7 separate regions of the Mus musculus genome follow, and all the other regions are linked to region 6. The links are chromatin contacts, called in public Hi-C, HiChIP or PLAC-seq and promoter capture Hi-C maps. All regions are on one chromosome and are shown on one strand. The core of a region is the stretch at or near the end of the contact, and the rest is flanking DNA. Distances in the headings are between cores, read along the strand shown.

Region 1 (2,966 bases), core at 151-2,650, 1.6 Mb before region 6:
CCTGAAATCAGCCCTGCTTGGGAATGGTGCAAGACAGGAGATGCCAGGGAAGGGCCACTAGTGGACAACCAACGATTGCCACACACCTGCCCAGCTGTTTCCCTTCCAGACCTCAGGGCCTTGGTGGCCACCCCTCTTTTGGTGGTTTGTTTGTTTTTTCTAAATGAGTTCTGGATCATCCAGGTTGGGATCAATAGTGGGGGAAATACACTTTTGTGCTTCTGCTGTGAGTAATAAGCCAAAAGACCCCATTTGGGCTCAGTTTATTAGCACAACCATGGGATTTGATTGTCTCCTTGTTTCAGTCTCCCTAGCATTAAAATGCTTATGCAGTAAGGTGGTCCCAGAGGGTGACGGAAGGCGGGACGACTTGGAGGAGGGTCTCAGGTGCTGCCAGGACTCTTAGTAGAATCTCAGTCTTAGCTGCCAACCCAGTGTCTGACAGGGCAGTCCAGTTCACAGCTGGATAGACAGCCTGAATCAGAGAGGACAGGAGCTCACCATTAGGATAGCTGCTTTAGATAAGGATGGTGAGGGGCAGCCTGCCACCTCCTGCCTCCTCCTGCCTGTTTGGGGGATTTTCAGTACTAGTCTCCACCTGAGGTTCTCTTAGCAATATGCAATGGGGAGGGTGGGCATCTGATGAACTCAAGGAGACTGGGTAGGCTTGGAGAAGTGGCTCTAGTCGGGCAGAAGCATAGCCTAGGGCTGAGCTCTCTAACCAGTAGCCCCGACAGGTGTCTGAGTCCGAATAACTGGGAGCATTAGGGAGGAGTGGAGTGGAAAGGTACAAAAGACTTGAACCTAGGTTTCTCAGTCTTCTTCTGGGATCGAACCCACCCCTTACCTGGTCTCCTTTATCCACCTTGCAGATCGCACCCTACCAGCCGGTCTGGGGTTTTCTTGACCGTTGCTGGAGGCCCGCCCGTCTTGTCCCGTCCATGGCCCTGCTGGGCGAACTCACCACGGTTCTGGCAGCAAAGGCTAACATCGTCCCAGTCTGTTTGCGGACACTTGGTCCGCTCCGCCCCTCGCGCTGGGTAAAGACTGCGCCACTGCTGGGGTGCTGGGGTCAGTGGGTTCGCGGCTCCGGTTCTAGGTTCAAGGTCGCCGAGTCACTGCCGCTAGCCAGTAGAGGCGGCCCCGCGGCCACCGGGCCCGGCGGGCTGCCGGTGGGGCAGGACTCACGGGGCGGAGCTTTGGTGGCTCGCAGTCCCCGGCCGCTCGCCCCGATCTCGGGGTGGGCCCAAGCCGGGGAGTGGCCGCAGAGGGCGGGGCTTGCGGAGACGGACCTCTAGCTCAGCTGTTAGCAGCCCGGCGCTGGGCTCCCGTCACGGGGTCACAACGGTAGGCGCTGTCCCGCTCGTGCTCTCCGCCTCCGAAAGCCACCTTAGCTGTCGAGGCGGTCACGTGCGTTCAAGTCTGACTGGTGTCCTTGAACGTCACTCTAGGAATGGCAGGAGAACACAACTGTTGACTGGGGACTGTCTCAGATTGCTTGGGTGGAGGCATGCACAAAGAAGATGACAGGTGGCCTTGCTCCGCAAGAATACTGCTGCCATACCTATTCCCTCCATCACCCCTCACCAAAACAAACAAACAAACAAACAAACAAGCAAACAGAACCCGACGCCCCGCACAAACATGGCTGCCAGCGCCGCAGTTGGCTTGCAGGCGGCAGCCGTTAGTGCGCATGCTCCTCGGCGCCCCGCACCAAGATGGCCGCTGCCTCGGTCGGCGCGGCCGCCGCGAGACGGCCGTTGGTGGGCATGCTCCCTGAGTGCCTCGCACCGGCATGGCTGCCGCCTTCGCGCGAGTGACTGTAATTCTCGGCTTCCGGTCCTAGCCAGTCAGCGCTCATTTCCCTGCTGGAAGCTTGGCGGAGCCGGGGAGAGCTGCGGGGTGAACATTGAGAGGGACCGGCGAGCATCCGCTCCGGCTCCTCACGGAGAAGATGGCCGAGGGCGAGCGGCAGCCGCCGCCAGGTAGGGCGGTTGGAGGGCCCGGGCGTGCGGGTGGGAAAGGGGTGTGGCTCGGGGGGTCTCCCGAGTCTGAGGAGCTCTGGGGACGGAGGAGGCAGGGCTGACGGCCTGGGCTGCAGGCGGGTGGCGGTGAGGGCGACCCGGCCAGGGCGGGCGGGCAGAGCGCGGTCAGGGGAAAGGCTCTGGACCTGGGGGCAGAGTTGCCTGGGGTCGGGGCGAGAGGGATCCAGGAGGCTGCGTTCTTTATGAGACTCCGCTCGGGTGGACCTGGGCCTCGCTCGGACGCCAGGCTCCTTCATGCATGTCCTGCCCACCCTGCATGTCTTCCCTCCCTCCGTCCCTCCTTCCGTCCTGCAGGCTTGGCTCTGGGGGTTTCAGTATCTGCAGAGTTAATTGAGAGAAACTGCCCACGGTGTCTAAACCACTAATTTTAAGAGGCTGTTTGTACAAAATGAGAGGGTTGGTGGCATCGTCGTCTGTAACTTTTATTTACACTGTGGCCTCGTTGTGGTCCATCTCAAGTAACTAGGGCAGAGACAGAGGCCAGATGCTCCAGTAGAGACCCCCTTTCCTGGAGGAGGAGAAAGCAGTTTGCTGACTCCGTGTAGTTAAGAAGGACTGGAAAATTCTTACAGAGTGGCTAGGTTGGCTAAACTCAGCTCGTACTTTGATAGTGTTTGATGTACCTTCCACCACACTTCCTTTTTTGTGGTCCCAAAGAAAGTCTCAGGAGGAAGAAAATTTGAAAATCAAAAGAAGCACCATTTTTGTGGCGCCCCCCCCCTAAATATATGAACACGTGGAATTCAAAACCAGACATTTATTTTAAGTTATACAAAATCTCTATGAATGTGTCGTTTTTGTTTGTTTTGTTTTTGTTTTTCGAGACAGGGTTTCTCTGTGAAGCTCTGGCTGTCCTGGAACTCACTCTGTAGACCAGGCTGGCCTCGAACTCAGAAATCCACCTGCCTCTGCCTCCCATGT
Region 2 (2,841 bases), core at 125-2,624, 1.6 Mb before region 6:
TCACACCTCTTTCTTTCAAAGGCTAATAATGACTTTGCCTGAGAGAGAGAGCTAAGGGCAGGTGACTAGGAGGTGGGCCCAGCTGGATAAGTTCAGGCTGGGTAGGGAGACGGAAGACAAGCTGAACACCACTGGGGGATTCTGAGTCCCCAGCCTACTTAGAGTAACCTACAATTCTGGCTTCCACGGGCTGCCAGACTAAGCCACTGTAGCTAGTGACCTCAGAACATAGAATATGGAGGGCCAAGGCTCCAACCTAGACCTACTGGGTACCCCCAGGTCTAAGGCAGACCCGGAACCTGCTTTTATTTTTATTTTTTTACTGTACATGCTCTGGGCCTTAGTCAGAGGTCAGAGAACCGTTGCATACTGGCAGAGGCAGACAAGGAAATAATTACAGTCAAGTGTAGCCAGAGATGAGGTAGGCAAAGGAGGTGCAATTGTGGGAGACCACTGGAACTCCCCCACCCCCTTTCTGAGGTAGCCCAGACTGGCTTCCAACTCACAGAGATCCCCCTGCTTCTGTGGAGGCCCTTCTCTTAATTTTCAGAACCTGAAGCTATGAACTGACAAGTCAGCCTGGGCCAGGCAAATGGGGCAGGAGTGTGTGTGCCCATTCCTTGCAGAGAAATTTGAGGAATTGGAATCTGGCCTAGACAGTAAGTAGGTCTGTCTGGAGAGAGTTGGTTCAGAAAGGGGACGTGGGTGGGAGGTGTGGCTGTTTCTTCAAGAATGTTTCTTCAAGAATGGGGAAACAGAGAAGGGTAGATGGAACATCTGGATTATACTGAAAATGGTCCCAAGTGGCCTCACTACGCTACGGCGTAATTGAAACGTATAGCATCCCATCTAAGATATCTACAATATGTGCTACATCCCAGAAGTGAGGACCAATAATTTTTTTTTAACAGAAAAGTTCCTTTGCGGAACTGCACCTCTTGTCTGTCAGTAAAGGGCAATAAAAAACTGCACTAGGTCTTTGACTTCAGTTTACATTTATGGACAGGAAGCCAGAACCTGGAGGACGAGGCAGAATGATGCTGGGGCAAGCCTAGCCTTCATAGTGAGGAACACATTTTTGTTTTCCAAATGGGTCGGTTGAGACCCGGTGGTGCTGAGGCTGCTCCTCCACTGCGCTCTGGGTTCTCAGGAGCTTTAACTCTGGGCGCAGGTGCCAGCCTAACCAAAGCTCCCACCAAAGTACAACACGCCCCCCGAGATAGCGCCTGATTGGCTCGCCCTTCCCACACGCCGAGCTAAGCTTACCTTTTGATTGGCTGTTCTGCGCTCTGTCCTGCGCTGCGAGTGCTCCATTCTCTTGATTGGTTAGTCAACTACCTGAACTCGCACGGGATTGGACACTGGCAAAGCTGCGCGAGTCCCCGCTCTCTGATTCGCCGCACGGGCCAGCCTCACGACCTGCACACTGAATGGCTGCGCCACTACCTGCAATCGGCCTCGGATTGGGTGCGTGGCGTCTCCCCGGCGTGATAGGTCAGGACCACCGCCCCCCTTGCTCCCCATTGGCTGCTCTGCGAAGCCCGGTCTCCGGGTAAGATGGCAGCGGACGGACAGTGCTCGCTCCCCGCTTCATGGCGGCCAGTGACCCTCACCCACGTCGAATACCCTGCAGGTAAGAGCCTGCCCCGGCTCCGAGGACGTTCTCCTCGAGCTGCCGCCACAGCCCCGGGCGTTCCGGGCCGCGCGGACCGCCTTCGGGGCGCCTTGGAACCGCGGTGGGAACTGTCAAACAGCGAGCCTTGGAGGGGCTCGGCCGGCGCGCGCGCCGCGCAGGCGCAGTGAGGCGGCGATGAGCAGGGAGAAATTGCGAGCGGCTCGCTCGTGTGCTCTGCGGCTGCGCGGCCGAGTCGCTCTCCGGGGTCCCGGGGTGCTGGTGGGCTGTCCTGGGCCGGGGGAGGGTCTGGATAGGGCGGGCGAGGATCTGGGCCTGGACTTTGTCCCTTGTGCCCCGCCCTCCCCCGAGCCAGAGAGGCCGCACTCCTGCTCGGCTGTGCAGGGAGTGACAGTTTCCTTCACTACGCTGCGGGCTGCTCACTGGAGAAAGCTCCCAGTTGCAGGGAGTGTGCAAACCCAGGCCAGGTTTGGGAGAATTTGCGGCGCCACGCCCTGAGCAGCGCGGCAGAGGCCAGCCGCCAAGGGGGCATGCAGCCCCTGGGAGCCTGACTTGTAAGAGCTTCCATCTGACACGCCTCTGGGAGTGCCCGCCTCTCTGGTGGGAAGGTCCATTAGCCATGGTTCTGAAGTTCCGGCTCGGCTCCATAGAGTGGAGCGGAGCGGAGCTTAGGCCTTGGGGTGAGACGTTTCCGGGCTCCAGGGTAGGCACCACCCCTCCAGTCACTTCATCTTAAGTGGCTCCAAGTACAGTGTCTCCTTTCTGTAATGGTGTGTGACTCAAATGACCACAGGCCTAAGAGGTGCTGGGCACAGAGCCTGGCCCACAGTGGACACCCAGTAAATACCTGTAGTTTATCTCTCTAGCTTGCCAGCACCCTCCCTGGATAAATGTTTGTTGCTGAGCAGCCGGGGCCCCCTTGCTGGCCTCTGGTTGTCCAGGAAGGGCCTGTCCTCTTGGGTAGAGGGCCTGAGAACTTGGGTCTGCTGAGAACACAGGGCCACAGGCCAGGAGAACTTTGCCTCTGGGTGTTCTGGGTTATACTTAAGGTGTGGCAGTCCAGGGATGGGCCCTATCAAAGTGCCTGTTCATTACCCAACCACCCATCCATCCATTCATTCTGCATTCCCTTAGCATAGCATCTCCCGGGTGCAAGGCCCTGGGCCAGCTCGGGGTTTGGAATGATGAAGTCCCTGCACTCTTGTTCT
Region 3 (2,784 bases), core at 198-2,697, 1.2 Mb after region 6:
AATGTTCCACTCAGGTCACCACACAAATATTTAGAACCTTCTTGGCAGATGCCCAGGTGCTGATCACACAAAGCTAAGCCTAGAGTTCAAGAAAGACTTTCAAAAAGAATTGATGAGCAGTTCTACAGCCTGAGGGAGGAGTGCCCAAGCCCTTCAGGCTCTGTGATGGGCCAGGCTTGAGGCAGCTGTGGTGATGGGGAAGAGGCTAGGGCAGCGGCTAGAGCAGCCTTGATATCTGTCCTTACCACACAGCATCAGAACTGCTGGAGCAGTGTGTCAAGGACTGAGTCTGAGAAAGGCCAATTAAGGGCATCACACCTTCCTTTAAGGATCTTGGCTGGTTTGCTTTGTGCCTTAGCAAATGAACTCTCTTTTCCACCTCAGTGGAGGTTAGAGTCCTACATCTTTTTTCTCTTCCTCGTCCCTACCCATGCTATGGCAATTAAAAACTCAGGGGTGCAGGCAGCAGTAGGCTAGGAGGAAGGGGGTTGGCTTCAGGATACCCTCCCTAAGGCCATTATTACAGAATACTGATGAAAATCTGGCCCAGATGGTGGTGCTGGAGTCATTCTGAAAGGAATGAGTCCACCTGGAAGCAGGACCCATTTCAAGTTACAAGGAATTCCTTGGAGGTGGGAGTAAGCCGGGGATAGGCATGGGCAAGAGCCGCAAAGGGAAGGGCGTGTCCGGCAGCAGCCAAGCTTCACCTACGGCCAGGCTGGTTCCTCAGGAGGGCGCCAGTTAAGGAAGGTAAGTCCGGGAGGGGCACGGACAACCTGGGAAAGAGAAAGGACCTAGGAACTATGCAGGGTGCCCCCCACCCCAACCACAGATGGGCGGGGCCATAGGCAGCAGGTGGCCAGGCACTTGGGGTGCGAGGATGGATTATAGAAAGCAAGAGAAGCCTAAAGGGTGTCCTTTTGGGGGCTTAGGGGTTCCGACCTTGTCCTTGAGCATTTAGAAGCAGGCAGGTCGCGTTCTCCACAGCCCAAGACCTCCCTGAGCCGTAGTGTGCAGGGCCTGTCACAGGGCCGAGGCTTCGGACGTCCACATCATCTGCCGGCCGGACACAGGTCTCTAGCCCTCCCGCTGGGCACTCCCTCAGCGTGGCCCGGCCGCTCTACTGGGCTCTGCGCCGACTCCCTCCCACGCCGCGGCCTCGCCACACTCTGTCCCCTCACACCGCCAACCCCCACGTGGCCTACTCCCCTCTCCCACCCCTAGAGGCTGCACCCCTCCGGGGCAACGGTACCTGGGACTCTCAAAGCTGCACCCCCTGCGCCGCAGCGCCGCCCTCTTCTGCCGCAGGAGCGCAGCGGCAGCCCCGCCGGGTTCCTGCTCCATCGCCCCGGGCGGGGGCCGACGGCTCGGGCACACTCGGGTGGGCTCGGGCCTCGGCGGTGTTCGGCCGGACGCTCAGCTAGCGCGCCGCAGCCCACGCCCCGCCCCGCACCCCTCACCGGACCCAAGCCCCGCCTCTGTCCCGCCCCAAACTCCAGCCCAGCCTGGGACCTCAGGCCCCGCCCCGAACTCCAGCCTAACCACGCCCTCAGACTATTCGCGGGGTCCAAGCCCCGCCCCTACTCTAATCAGGTCCCTTGAACACGCCTGAGGCTTTAGGCCCCGCCCCTACTCTAACGGCCTAACCACGCCTCTGGCTTTAGGCCTCACCTCTGCCCCGCCCCCATTCTAGCAGGTACGCCTCTTCCGAACCTCTGGCTTTAAGCCCTGCCCCTAGCCTAGCGAAGTTTGCCTCATCTCTCCGGAGCTAGTCTCCGGAACCTCCCTGATCTCCTACCGAATCCACTCCCTTTGGTCCTTTTTGAGGCCTTGGCCCTCCCCCTGCCTCGCCCCTAATCTAGAAGATCCTCCCTCACCACTCAGCTGGGTTTAGGCCCCGCCCCCTCACCGCCCCAACCCAGTCTATTTGAATTAGGTTCAGGTCCCGCCCCTGTCCGCCTTTGCCCCGCCCCAATCACGCAGATCTCCTCTCAGCTCTGCTCAGGCTCCACCCGTGCCCCGCCCCAAGTACCAAGCCTTACCTATCAGTGGGCTCAGGCCCCACCCCAAACCCTTATCCAGTCAGTCCCTTTGCCCTTCAGCTTTGCCAAGGGCCCGCCCCATCTCTTAGCCAAACCCACCTCACTCCCTAGTCTGGGCACAGGCCACGCCCCGAGCTAACGATCTCCGTTTCTCCGGCCCTTCTCAGACCAGTGCAGGCCCCACCCTGCCTCTACACCAGCTCCAGCCACGCCCCTCCTGAACTGGCCTCACCAAGATCTTCTACCCGCGCTCCCTCCGTTCTTCTGTGTAGCGCACGCAGGCTCCCAATGCCCACTGGATCCTCAACTTCGTCGGGTCCACGGCCCATCACTCCCGCTCCTTACCATTCCCACAGATCTAGGCCCTTCCCACCTACCCCTCCAGCACAGAGCGCTCTATCGGCCCGCCGCTCCACAGCTCCGATTGCTGGATTCTCTGCTGACCCTCCTCACCTCAGCACCTCTTGGTCCTTTCTATCGTAGCACCGCCTTCTTTTGGGGGCCGCCTTTCTCCACATCCCGCCCACAGGCATGGCCCCCAACCCCGGAGCTCCGCCTCTTTTCTCTTGAAGCTGAGGTCTGTACTTAGAGCAATTTTGTTCTCTCGTCCCTTGGCTATTCCACCCCAAGAGCCCTCTAGCTTCCCCGCCTACAAGTCCCGCCTATCTAGCCCCGCCCATGTCGCCTCTTTCTCACTTCAGGAGTGCCTGGATGGTGCGGGTCTTCCTGCCTGAACTGGGGT
Region 4 (2,838 bases), core at 101-2,600, 1.5 Mb before region 6:
CACAGCTGCCCGTTGAGCGGCGGCGGCTGCTCCGAGGAGTCCGGCTGTCGGCTCACCAGCCCCGAGAAGCCCGAGCCAAAGATGGAGATCAAGTTTGAGATGTTGGACGCGTCCGGGGACGAGTCCGGGCAGAAGTCCTCGAAGCGGGCGCGCTTACAGGGGGCGAATGGGGTACCCCCGGGGGGCTCGGCTCCCAGGTCGCCCGCGTCCTCTTCGTCGTCCTCTTCCTCCTGGCCAGGGTAATACTTGCGCTTGCAACCAGCGGCGGACGCCAGACCGGGTCCCGGAGCGCCCTGGCCACAGCAGGGGCAGTGGGCGGAGGCGCAGCAGTCCTGGTGCAAGTAGCCGTTTTCTACCGTGGTCACCACGTGAGTGTCCAGGTCCAGCACGGTGGTCTGGCTGCTGCAGTGCACGCCGAAGTCCGAGGGGGCCGGGTACGCGCCCCGGTAGAAGCCAGTGGATGAGGAAGGGGCTGTAGAGGCGGGCGGAGAGGAGGCAGCGACGGTCGAAGGGGCAGCCCCCGGAAGCACCGAGGGCGCAGAGCAAGCGGCCGGGACGCGAGGGTCCCGCGGGCAGAGCGCGGCGGGCGCGGGCGGCGGCAGCGGCGCGGGACCCGGCTGCAGCGGCTCCAAGTGCTGCCCGCGGTGGGGCGCGCCGTGCGGCGGCTGGAGCGCAGCGCACCCGGGCAGCTCCGAGAGCGCCCCCGCGCAGCCCGCGGGCGCCCCGGCCACCGCCACCGGCGCCGCCGCCGTGCAGCCCCTGGGCGCCGGGTGTTGGTGTTGGTGCAGCTGCTGCTGGAGGTGCAGCTGGTGAAGCTGGTGGAGCTGGTGCAGCTGGTGCCGGGCAACCGGCTCGCGCGCCTCCGCGTCCCCGCCGCCGCCAAGTTGGAGCGGGCCGAAGTCGGCCGCGCTGGCCGGCATTCCGGGCGCCGCGTAAGCGAGGTGCTGGTGCTGGTGGTGGGGCGGCTGCTGTTGCTGCTGCTGCTGCTGGCGCCGGTAGAGCTCGGCGTAACGCTCGCTCAGGTAGAGCTGGCGCGCGTTGCGGAGCACGTAGGACACCAGGAGGTTCTTGTGCAGCTTGATGCCGCCGCGCTGGGTCCGGGAGCTGTGGATCTTGCGCAGGGAGATGCTGATCAGGCTCTGGGCGTCCAGGGCGCACTCCATGCTCCCGCGGAGACGCGGGCGGCGGAGCAGCCGCCTCTGGTGCTGCGAATGCTGCTCCTTGCGTGTGTCTCCAGTTGGTCGCCCGGGCGAGCCAGGCACAGGGAACCGAGCCCGGGTCGGCGGGTCGGCGACACTCCGAGAGAAGTCGCCACCATGCGTTGCGCGCCACCCGCAGGCTCACGCTCCCCAGACGGCGCCAAAGCAATGAGCCTCCGCCGGCCCCGGCCCCAACTATTTAGCTGGGCAGCAGCGCCCCGCCCCACTGTAGATTAGCCAATAGAAGCGTGTAGAGCCTTCCGACTGACAGCCACTGCCCTCCCCGGGACCACTTGACTGGCCAATCAGACCAAGGCGGTTCCTTTGTGCTATTCAAATAACGAACGGACCCCGGGCCTCCAACGCCGCCGTTGCCTCGAATGTTCTCCTGGGGCCGCGGCACCTCGTGGGACTAGGAGCCTCCGAGGTAGTCTCTCTCAGCTTTGGGTCGCCTCTTGGGAGCCACGTCGAAATTCGTAGCTTTCCTGGACGTGGCTCCTGCGAGCTGGGGGTCGGCTCACCTGAGCGCAGCGGAGATGGCTCCGCCCCCTTCCGCATGGTTGGGCCTCACCTGCGGCAGGTGCGCGCGGTTCCCCCGCTTCGAGCCACGCGGCGCCTCCTCTTTTCCACCTGCCACGGCCGGGGGCAACCTGGGCGAGCTGAGCCTTCTTCCAAGAAAAGCTGAGTGGGGGGCGCACCTGAGAACTAGAGTGCTGTCTTGGAAGAGAGGGTTTGGGGCCTGATTACCTGATGTGTTAGCCCAGGGGCCTCTGGGAATGGTCACGGAAGGGCCTCTCTTTCTGTTTGACTCAAATCCCAGTGATTTTTGATCTCTAGTAGAGAAGCTTTGTGATCGTGAGACTGCCTGGGTGGGGGGTGGGGGTGGGGGTTTGGGCTATGAACCCGCCCCAAGCTTCCTCCTCTTTTGGGAGACCTCTTCTTTCCTGACTTAATATCAATGACAATAGAAGCCCTAAGTGCCTAGCTTGGATCTCTTACCAGAAAAGTCTGAATTTCTCCCTTTAAGGTTCTTGGAGGCCAAGCTTGAGACCGCTTGAGTGGAGCAACCTGTTAAGTTTTGGTCCTTACCCTGAGCCCCAGGAGTACCCAGGCCAAGGACTTCTCCACTTTTAGATTCTTATTCTGAGTTATCTACTGACCAATTGAGGACAGAGAGCAGAAAAGAGAGAAGATGCCTGAGAGTCCCCTTGTACTGAGAAGCTTAAAGAGAGTAAGAGGGCAAGGGTGGGTGTGGGGGGCCCAAGATGCCAGCCGCAAGCCTCATCCACCGCGTTTAAGGTTCCTTTTAGTACTTAGGTCAGAAAATTGGCCCAGGCAGAGTCCAGGGCTGGGCCCTTGAGTGGGACTGGGGGATGGGGGGGGGGGAGTGGGGCTCTTCTGAAACCCTCTGTCTTTGGACCCTCTCAGCAACTCTGCCCCTTGGCCAATGTCTCAAGAAAACCACTCACCAATTGTTTCTGTAAGTGGTGGCAAGTGTCAAAAGCGGGGGACAGTTTGCTCAGGTTTTCAGATGAGGAGGCGTAGTCACTAGCTCCAAAGAGGCTTTGTCTAAGACCACAGGCTCTGGGCACAGTGCTCTGCTCCGTCCGCACCATCTGGGGACATGTAACTGTTAGAA
Region 5 (2,700 bases), core at 140-2,639, 1.2 Mb before region 6:
AAAAAAAAAAAAAAAGAATAAGTAAAAGCAAAACACAACTTTAAGCACCTACTGTAATGCAGAGCCCAGGAGGCATGACAAGTATGTCTAACAGCCGGTGTGTCAGCCAACAGAGGTGAGCTTAAGGCAAAAATACTTATTATGATAACCTTCATTGCCTGCAAGCCCCACTAGACTCTAGCCTAAACTCGCAAATCCCACAAATTTAACCCTCAGAGTATTGTAGCTGAATCATTACATCCACCAGTTAGAAGAGGCAACTTAGAACTCCGAGGCGGTTAGAGGGGGTTTGCATGCAGCAAGCTCATCTTTCCTTCAAGACCCGGTGCAGATTGTCTGAGTGGATAGGGAAGGGCGGTCCTCAGGAGGGCAAACTTCTAGATTTCTGCTTTATTTGGCCTGGCAATCCTTACCTCTGTCAAAGCCTTTCTTTCCTGTTCTCTTTCCTGGGTTGATATATTATTTTAATATACTAGTGGGCATGGGTGGATTTGAGCAACAATGGCTTTTAATCCTCCTCCCCCCCCCCCCCCGACAGGGTTTCTCTGTATAGCCCTGGCTGTCCTGGAACTCACTTTGTAGACCAGGTTGGCCTCGAAATCCGCCTGCCTCTGCCTCCCGAGTGCTGAGATTAAAGGCGTGCGCCAACAACGCCCGGCTTAATTCTCCTTTTAGGGTGGAAAACTCTCATGATGTTGGTTTTTAAGAATCCAGCCTTGTGGCGCATGGAGGCGCGTGCCTGTAACCCCAGCAACCACGTCGATGATGCAGAAGGATCCTGAAGTTTACGGCCAGAACTCAGTTGGACTCTTGTCTTAAAAGAGCTACACCCTCAAGTGTGTGAGATATCAGCTGTGGATCCTTCATCATGAAGTCCCTGCGCGTAGGCAAAAAACTGGGTTAGGATCCCGAAGGAAAAGGCGATCTGGCCGAAGAATAGGGCGATCAAACCTTGGAGTGCGGCGATCTGGCCAGGGGGCGGGGTGAACTGGCCTCGGGGACAAGCGAGGTAGCGATGGGGAGGGGCGAATTGGCCGTGGGGCGGAACTAGCTGGTCTTGTGTTTGGGCGAGCTGGGCGTGGGGAGGGGCGAGTTAGTCGCGCGGAGAGAAGTTCTGGGCGTGTCGAGTGAGCAGGCCGTGGAGCGGGGTTGGCTGTGGGGGCGTGGAGAGGTGTGAGCAGGCCCTGGAGAGGGCGGAGTTGGCTGTGGGGGAGGGACGATCTGGACGTGAGCTGCCTGTGGGACGCGGCGATCTGGCCCTGGGGAGGGGCTATCTGTCTGTGGAGAGGGATGAGCTAGTCTTGGGGCGGAGTGAACTGGCCTCGGGGCGGAGCGATCTTGAGTCCAGCCCCCTCCAGGCTCGGGGAAGTGACGTGTGCGGACAAAGGCAGAGGCCGCGAGGTGTCTGGTCCGGTAGAGTGGTGGCGGCTGCTGTGGGCTACGGTCTTTGCCAGCCTCCTTCTCAACCCGTCCTTTTCTCTCGGGTCCCTGGAGCCCCGACCCAGGTAAGTATCGCGAGGGACGCGGCCAGGGAGGAGGGAGGTGCTCACCCCAACTGCCTGAAGCGGTGAGGCCCCGTCGTCAAGTGACCTGGGCCTGGCCCTGGCCCACGTGCACGTCCCATGGAGGTTCACCGATCAGACCTGGGCAGGGACTCTGGTGACCACGGATTGGGTTGGAGGAAGCCACGTTGGTGGAGGCTGGCAAGACGTATCTTCACTCGCGCCCGTACATCACTTTCCAGTCCTCAGTTTCCCCTCTGAGATAAGGAAAGCAGCCACTGCAAGGTTGGTGTGTGGAATCGGCGCCGTGCTTGGCTCAAGTCCTCGCAGTTAAGTGCTTGGTTGCACGGGTTGCCATCACGTTTAACTGCCTCCAGCTCTGGCCAACATCGTTACTGTCATGAGCCCTTGAGGCCAAGGTCAGCCTCTCTTCTGCAAGGCTGCCTGCCATCTTTTCCAGATGCTCCAGGCTTTGCTGCTCCACCAACTGTGTGATCATTTTGGTCTTTAATCCTTTTGATAAGGGCCTAGGACAGGTGCTGTAACTGATGACAATGATGTATGGGGTGGGGCACTCAGTGACTGGGGTCTAAGTGAGAAGCCTAAATCCTCTCCTAACTTTTGGTCCTTTCCCAAGTGCTGTTTTAAGGCACATCGTTTCCTTAAGCTGGCTTTCCTGTGTGTGTGCTTGTGTGTGTGTTGGGGGGAGGGGGGATGCTTTCCTGAAGGCCAGAGCCACATAATCAAAAGGTCAGAGTCTGCAGGTGTGTGGTTCTGGGTGTACCCGGAGCTTGTGTTTGCATCTTCTGGACTGACCAAAGGCCACATGATCTCATAGGTGGGCTCCAGCTTTACCAGGGTCTGTGTGATTTGGAGGTTTTAACACGTTTTCCTTACTTGATCTTTTTAACTATGTTTGAACTAGGCAGAGGTGGCACACGCCTCTAATCCCAGCATCCAGGAGGCAGAGGCAGGTGGATCTCTGGGTTTGAGGCCAACCTGGTCTACAGAATGAGTTCTAGGACAGTCAAGGCTACACAGAGAAACCCTATTTCAAAAACCAGACAGAAAGACAGAGAGAAAAATTGTGTTTTAAGATTTTTTTTAAAGATTTATTTATTGCCGGGCAGTGGTGCTGCACACCTTTAATCCCAGCACTTGGGAGGCAGAGGCAGGCGGATTTCTGAGTTCAAGGCCA
Region 6 (2,700 bases), core at 66-2,565:
GGAAGACTTAAGAATGACCCTTTAATGGAGGAGTTGGCATATATTTCAAGTTGTGTCTGTTGGTTCCAGGGTTTTTAACCTCTCTAGTTAAGGGCTTAGCTTTCTTGGGACATCGGCTGCCTTATTTCTGAAAAAGACCAAATGTAACTGGTGTAACCAGCAGTTTGGGGATTGCCAAGTATGGCTTTGCCCTGTGACTCAAAAGATGTTTGTAAGGTAGATTTGGGTGAGTGCCATTATTGTGTGCATGTGTGTATGTATGGATGGGATGTGGTCTCCTGCAGACTGAAATAAACTAGAGCAATTTATCAGTGTCTTTGTGTTTCTTGGGGACAGCTCTGGGCTCAGTAAATTCAGAAGAGCTAGCTGACAACAGGTACCAAGTAAATGAGTGTGTCCTGGGTCTCCCATGTCCCAGACAGACAGTTGACGTCATCTGATTAAGCCCAAGACCCAGGTCTACTGTTAGCATTTTACAATGAATAGAGGCTTGCACACATGCAACTTGTTGAGAGACTGCATCTGACAGAATGTGCCCTCTGGAGCTGACCCACCAGCTCCAAGTTAGGAACCTCTTTTATAATTCTACTCCAGAAATGTCTTCAACATCAGTCAGTATACGCAGATCTGAATCTTAACCCTTCCTGGCTGAAAGCTATTGGATAATTTAACTGCTTTGTGTGGAATTCTCTTATTACATATTTTTTTCCAGACAGGGTCCCATGTAACTCAGGATATCTAGAGATTGCTATGTAGCCTAGGAAGACCTTGAATTCCTGACCCTCTAATCCCCAAAAGCTGAGATGATAGCCGCGCACCATTTGCGATGTGAAGTGGATATGGCTTATGATCTGAAACGATTGCCTTGAAAACAGTAAACAAAACCGATCTTTTGTCCCTTTTCCTCTCCGTTTTTAAAAGGGTTCTGCACCGGCACACAGTGCAGTCCACCCGCTAACCGAACCTCTCTGTCCGCTCTTCCCAGCAAAAAAGTTCCTAACTTCTCTAAGTCGGAAGCTTCTAAGAGCCCTGCAGGTAAGTGCTACCGGGAAGCATCGAGAGTCTCAGGAAGGCCGAGCGTGCCTCTCTCTAAGGAAGAAAATTAAATAGCGAGGCTGCGCACGCAGCATCCAAAGGAAGGCGGACTCCGGCCCGCGCCTCATGGCCACACCCACTGCGCGGAACCGGCCAATGGGGCCTTGTGGATTGGCAAGCGCGCGACTTCCGAGCAGCCCTCGACTGCCTCCGAGCACACTAAAAACCGGCCTGGGTGACGTCAGTCACGCGCGCCGGAAACGCGCATCTACCACGCGCCGCGGGCGCTGAGGGAAGGAAGTTGAGGCCTGAGCGGCCTGAGCTGTGTTTGAAAGGCCGCGGGTGGCAGCGGCAGCGCCAGCAGCAGCTACTTGAACACCCTGAAGGCGGCACGATGGGAGACGAGATGGATGCCATGATCCCTGAGCGGGAGATGAAGGTTAGAGCCTGGCCGGGGCCTCCCCGCCTGCGTAGTCCTGGAGTTGCCTTGGAGCCTCGCCTCTGCCGGCTGCTCCTGCAGTTCGCAGGGTCGCGATCGCTCGCCCCACAGAGCGTCCGCAGCTCTGCGTGTCGCGGGCCTGAGTTCCCTGCAAGTGCAGGTACCTGTCCTTGCGTGGGTTTGTCCACGCCTTCTGAGTTACCCCAGGTACTCTGATGGGCTGGTCGCCTTACTGGTGACAGCGATTCTTGTTTATTGAGTGAGACGTACTGTCGCCACCGTCGCTGCAGCCCTTACGACCAGCTTAGAAAGAGGAGCGCATTGAAGCCTTGAAAGCAAATGATCCAAAGTCACGTGGCAAAAGCCTTACATCTCTCTTACGATTTAGGCATGGTCTCTTGTAGCTCAAGGTGGCTTCTGGTCTTGGGCTCTTGTCTCTGCCTCCACCTCCCAAGTGGTGGGATTATTGGTGTGCATTACCACAGTTGGCTTAGACGCTCAGTTCTTATTAGCTCTCTATACTTGAGGGTGGTCCAAACTACCTAAAGTGGAGCCAAGAAACACTATCTGCCTTCAAAACCCCTAGTTAGTAGGAACAGGAAGTCAAGTTTGGCACTGGAAATCAGCTTGAACTCATGAGACTAAAGGAAAAGCAAGCGAACCCTAAGTGATCCCCATGCTACAACTTCTGGATACTGTGTTAATAGTTGGCTTATATACTCTGACAGAATGGAAAGGCAGGGGACCGTAGACAGTTGGAAATGAGTGAGTTGCAGGAAGGTGTTAGCCATTTGTGTGACCGGTGAGTCGCTAAAATGCACATGGGTCGAGTGCTCCATATCATGCTTAGAAACAGTGGCTCTTCCTTGAGTCAGCACATGTGCTGAGCCCGGTAATGGGCAAGCTTCATGTTCCTCAGATATGTTCGGGTAGAGAATTTAGAACCACAGGGCTAATAGCAGTATTTTAATTCCTGCCAAAAGCAGAAAGGAGAGGTTTGGGTTTTGGGTTTGTCTGTTGTGTTTGTTTTGTTTTGTTTTGTTTTGTTTCTTTTGTGTTGCTTCATCACACTGGCCCACCACAAAAAAAGCCACCAAGCCCCAGTGGTACAGTCATGACTATTAGGATGATAATATCAAAAAAGATAGATGATTTGTTTCTTTATGAATGGCCAGTGTGGCCTCATGGGGAAATTTGTGTGAACTTTTACCCACCGTATTCAACTG
Region 7 (2,806 bases), core at 274-2,773, 1.4 Mb before region 6:
GTGTTTGCACTGGGTTCCTTCTGCAATCTCTATGTCTCTGTCTCTGCTTCTCTCTCTTGTGTGTATGTGTTTGTGTGTGTATGTGTGTGTGTTAGCACTGGGTTCCTTCTGTAGTCTCTATTTCTGTCTCTGCTTCTCTCTCTCTCTCTCTCTCTCTCACACACACATACACACACGAGAAAGAGAGAGAGAGAGAGAGAGAGAGAGAGAGAGAGGACTGGGTTCCTTTTGCAGGCTCTCTCTTGTGCATGCATGTGTGTGTGTGTGTGTGTGTTAGCACTGTGTTCTTTCTGCAGTCACTCTGTCTGTTTCTCCCTCTCTCTCGTGTGTGTCTGTGTGTGTGTGTTAGCAGTGGGTTCTTTCTGCAGTCTCTGTTTCTGTCTCTTCCACCCCCCCACCTATCTCCCCCCCCCTCTCTCTCTCTCTTTCTCTCGTGTGTGTGTCTGTGTGTGTCTCTGTGTGTGTATGTGTGTGTGTGTTAGCAGTGGGTTCTTTCTGCAGTCTCTTTCTGTTTCTGTCCCCCCCCCTTGTATGTGTGTGTTAGCAGTGGGTTCTTTCTGCAGTCTCTTTCTATTTCTGTTCCCCCCCCCCCGTGTGTGTGTGTGTGTGTGTGTGTGTGTGTGTGTGTGTGTGTGTGTAAGGGTCAGCCTCCTTACCTTTCTCCAAGCAGAGAGCCCACCCCCTGACTACCTTCCTGATCTTTGGCCCTGCTTGCTCTTCAGTTACCTGCTTTCCCATCTCAGAGTCCCTCAGTCACTCGGATGAACTAGAAGAAACCCCCGGCTCAAAGGCTGGTGAGCTGCCTCTGTTCCTCTCTGCTGTGAAACAAGCCATCTGTGTGCCCCAGGGGTTACGCTTGGGACATTGTTCTGCTAACCAGTTCACCTCTCCAGCTCCCCCCACCCACTTAGAAGCCTCTTTCTCTTCCAAGTCTTTCTCCCACGATGCCTGCCTGAGGTGGTGCCTGCACACTTCAGGTCTCCTCTGACCATAGGCCAGCACTCTAAAGTATTCCTGCAGCCTCTTCTACCTACAAGGAAAGCCAAAATGGCGCTGGGCCACACACAAACCCTGATCTGCCCACCCGCTGGTCTCCCCCAGACCCTTCCCTCTCCTACCCTTTCCCTTTGCGTCCTGTTTCCTGTATATTCCACGGTGTTTGTCACCTCCTGGCCTTTGCCCGGTGGTTCCACTCTGGATCTTTCTGTCTGTCCGCCTTCATTCATGTCCCCAGGAAGCTTGACTGACCCTTCCCAAGCACCTGAATGTACTTATTGTTTATTAGTCTGGCAGAGCACAGAGGCCTTGCCTGTCCCCTCTTGTCCCTCACAGTCTTGTGTCTTGTTTGGCCACAGAGCTAGCCATGAGCTGGTCCCAGAGTCATGGTGAACCCTGTGAATTTCTACTGAAGCTCAAGGACTTGGTCTAGGGATGCTGACGAGACCCACGGCCAGGACACACAAGATGCCAGAATGACAGCCGTGACGTGACATCGCTAGCAGCCGCTGACACCGGAAGCTGTTGACACGGGATGCCGCTGGCACCGGAAGCTGCTTGGTAGCATCTCCAAGCTTGCTTTACATAAGCTCTCAGAATGGCTGGGGAATCCAGCTCTCACCTGCTCCCCACTTTATGGATGAGAACCTTGGACTCTTCAAGTTGACCATACCTGCCTTTTGACTAGAGTGGAGGCCAGGGAAGTTTCTCATGCTTCCTGCTTGGAGGGGGCGGGGGCGGGCGGGGGTGGGGGCGGGGGCGGGTGGGGGCAAGCCCCAGCTGTTGTTGAGGTGAGGCATGGTGACTCTTCCTGGAGGAGGCTGAGGCTGGTCAGGACTTGGGTGGGGCTGAGCAGGCTGCTGGGAAGCCGCTTCCTTCCGGACCCTTCCTGTTTCCTTTTCCTCACTGCTCAGCCAAGCGATTGTCTTGCTCAGCCCTCCCCGGGCCTGCCTGGGCAGGATGTGGAGGCAGGAGGTTCTGTTTTCAAAAAGTCAAGTGTGGATTAAACACCTTGAACTGCAGACTCAATGTGGCTCAAAGAGTAACTTTTGTGTTATGTGTATTTTACCAAAATAAAAAGAACTGAAGGGCTGACTAGATGGCTCAGTGGATAAAAGTGCTTGCTGCCAAGCCTGGGACCTGAATTCCGGCCCTGGAACACACATGGTGGAAGGAGAGAAACCATTCCTGCTTGTTGTCCTCTGGCCTCTCCACAGGGACTGTGGTATGACGTGTGCTCTCCTCTCCAGATACATTTTAATGATTGTAATTTTTTTTTTTCTTTTGGGACAGAGTTTCACTGTGTAGCCCTGGCTGTCCTGGAACTCACTCTGTAGACCAGGCTGGCCTAGAACTCAGAGATCCGCCTGCCTCTGCACCCCAAGCACTGGGATTAAAGGTGTTTGCTACAACACCTGGCTATGATTATAAAATTTTAACATCAAATTGTCAAAAGAAAGGGAAGTGGCTCATGTCCCCGAATGTGAGGCTCTGTACCTGTGAAGCAGTCACCGCCCCTTGCCCTTCCCCATGCCTGACATTTCATTCTCTTCTGGAACTGATGACAGGTGTGAAGAGCTGATGGGCTGGCAGTCCCATAAGGGGTGCTCCTGGCTCTAAGGACCCATGGCAGGGGGACTAGGAGTTTGGCTCCTAGATGAGTCCCCCCTCCTCAGTGCTTGCAGCCTTGAGAGTCACAGGTTGTTTCCTGTCCCTGGCTTTCCTCTTCCAGCAACCATGATTTGTGGAGATGTCTTTCCCAGTGGGTGGGAGTCCTCTGCTGGCACAGTCCACTATGCCGCACTTTGAC

What was found. Promoter capture Hi-C pulls out the DNA fragments that hold promoters and counts their contacts. A called contact is a pair of places that touch in the nucleus more often than the background predicts. HiChIP or PLAC-seq counts read pairs in DNA pulled down with a chosen protein or histone mark. Capture Hi-C pulls out chosen DNA fragments and counts their contacts.
Region 1: a promoter capture Hi-C map of neutrophils shows a contact between it and region 6, with 3 times the contacts expected there. The contact joins the promoter of Crat here to the promoter of Nup214 in region 6. A contact is called at or near these places in 4 of 39 promoter capture datasets (liver, neutrophils, pre-B cells and 1 more), 1 of 115 datasets of contacts at active chromatin or transcription factors (embryonic forebrain) and 1 of 9 other capture datasets (liver).
Region 2: an H3K4me3 HiChIP or PLAC-seq map of embryonic forebrain shows a contact between it and region 6, with 6 times the contacts expected there. The contact joins the promoter of Dolpp1 here to the promoter of Nup214 in region 6. A contact is called at or near these places in 3 of 39 promoter capture datasets (cranial neural crest, liver and pre-B cells) and 2 of 115 datasets of contacts at active chromatin or transcription factors (astrocytes and embryonic forebrain).
Region 3: a contact with region 6 is called in a promoter capture Hi-C map of adipose tissue, with 2.8 times the contacts expected there. The contact joins the promoter of Garnl3 here to the promoter of Nup214 in region 6. A contact is called at or near these places in 1 of 39 promoter capture datasets (pre-B cells) and 1 of 9 other capture datasets (adipose tissue).
Region 4: a contact with region 6 is called in a promoter capture Hi-C map of liver, with 4 times the contacts expected there. The contact joins the promoter of Ier5l here to the promoter of Nup214 in region 6. A contact is called at or near these places in 4 of 39 promoter capture datasets (liver, neutrophils and pre-B cells) and 1 of 115 datasets of contacts at active chromatin or transcription factors (embryonic forebrain).
Region 5: a promoter capture Hi-C map of liver shows a contact between it and region 6, with 5 times the contacts expected there. The contact joins the promoter of Ntmt1 here to the promoter of Nup214 in region 6. A contact is called at or near these places in 2 of 39 promoter capture datasets (liver and pre-B cells).
Region 7: a contact with region 6 is called in a Hi-C map of B cells, with 6 read pairs. The contact joins the enhancer-like site here to the promoter of Nup214 in region 6. A contact is called at or near these places in 3 of 39 promoter capture datasets (the C10 cell line and liver) and 1 of 484 Hi-C or Micro-C datasets (B cells).

The regions. Positions count from the first base shown.
Region 1 is chr2:30,414,348-30,417,313 of GRCm38.p6, forward strand. Crat (carnitine acetyltransferase) reads right to left here and starts at 1,401. Exons shown (of 14, transcript NM_007760.3): 1 at 965-1,401. The coding sequence starts at 991. Ptpa (protein phosphatase 2 protein activator) reads left to right here and starts at 1,703. Exons shown (of 10, transcript NM_138748.5): 1 at 1,703-1,985. The coding sequence starts at 1,955.
Region 2 is chr2:30,390,880-30,393,720 of GRCm38.p6, forward strand. It overlaps Dolpp1 (dolichyl pyrophosphate phosphatase 1), which reads left to right and starts at 1,375. Exons shown (of 8, transcript NM_020329.4): 1 at 1,375-1,633. The coding sequence starts at 1,558.
Region 3 is chr2:33,129,172-33,131,955 of GRCm38.p6, forward strand. It overlaps Garnl3 (GTPase activating RANGAP domain-like 3), which reads right to left and starts at 1,448. Exons shown (of 30, transcript NM_001355200.1): 1 at 1,253-1,448. The coding sequence starts at 1,344.
Region 4 is chr2:30,472,849-30,475,686 of GRCm38.p6, forward strand. Ier5l (immediate early response 5-like) reads right to left here and starts at 1,351. Exons shown (of 1, transcript NM_030244.3): 1 at 1-1,351. The coding sequence starts at 1,163. It overlaps Gm31291 (a long non-coding RNA gene), which reads left to right and starts at 1,460. Exons shown (of 7, transcript XR_003954013.1): 1 at 1,460-1,626; 2 at 2,227-2,430.
Region 5 is chr2:30,806,579-30,809,278 of GRCm38.p6, forward strand. Ntmt1 (N-terminal Xaa-Pro-Lys N-methyltransferase 1) reads left to right here and starts at 1,390. Exons shown (of 4, transcript NM_170592.3): 1 at 1,390-1,505.
Region 6 is chr2:31,973,135-31,975,834 of GRCm38.p6, forward strand. Nup214 (nucleoporin 214) reads left to right here and starts at 1,316. Exons shown (of 36, transcript NM_172268.2): 1 at 1,316-1,474. The coding sequence starts at 1,430. Aif1l (allograft inflammatory factor 1-like) reads left to right here. Exons shown (of 6, transcript NM_145144.1): 6 at 1-308.
Region 7 is chr2:30,546,123-30,548,928 of GRCm38.p6, forward strand. Gm31585 (a long non-coding RNA gene) reads left to right here. Exons shown (of 3, transcript XR_374225.3): 2 at 723-794; 3 at 1,356-1,722. Among named protein-coding and RNA genes, the nearest start is that of Gm31585, 3.0 kb to the left of the region's middle. Within about 2 kb of position 1,524, at least 72 of the 459 cell types and tissues checked have an H3K27ac peak or open chromatin away from gene starts, as enhancers often do. A contact at or near this core is called in B cells, where this site is marked.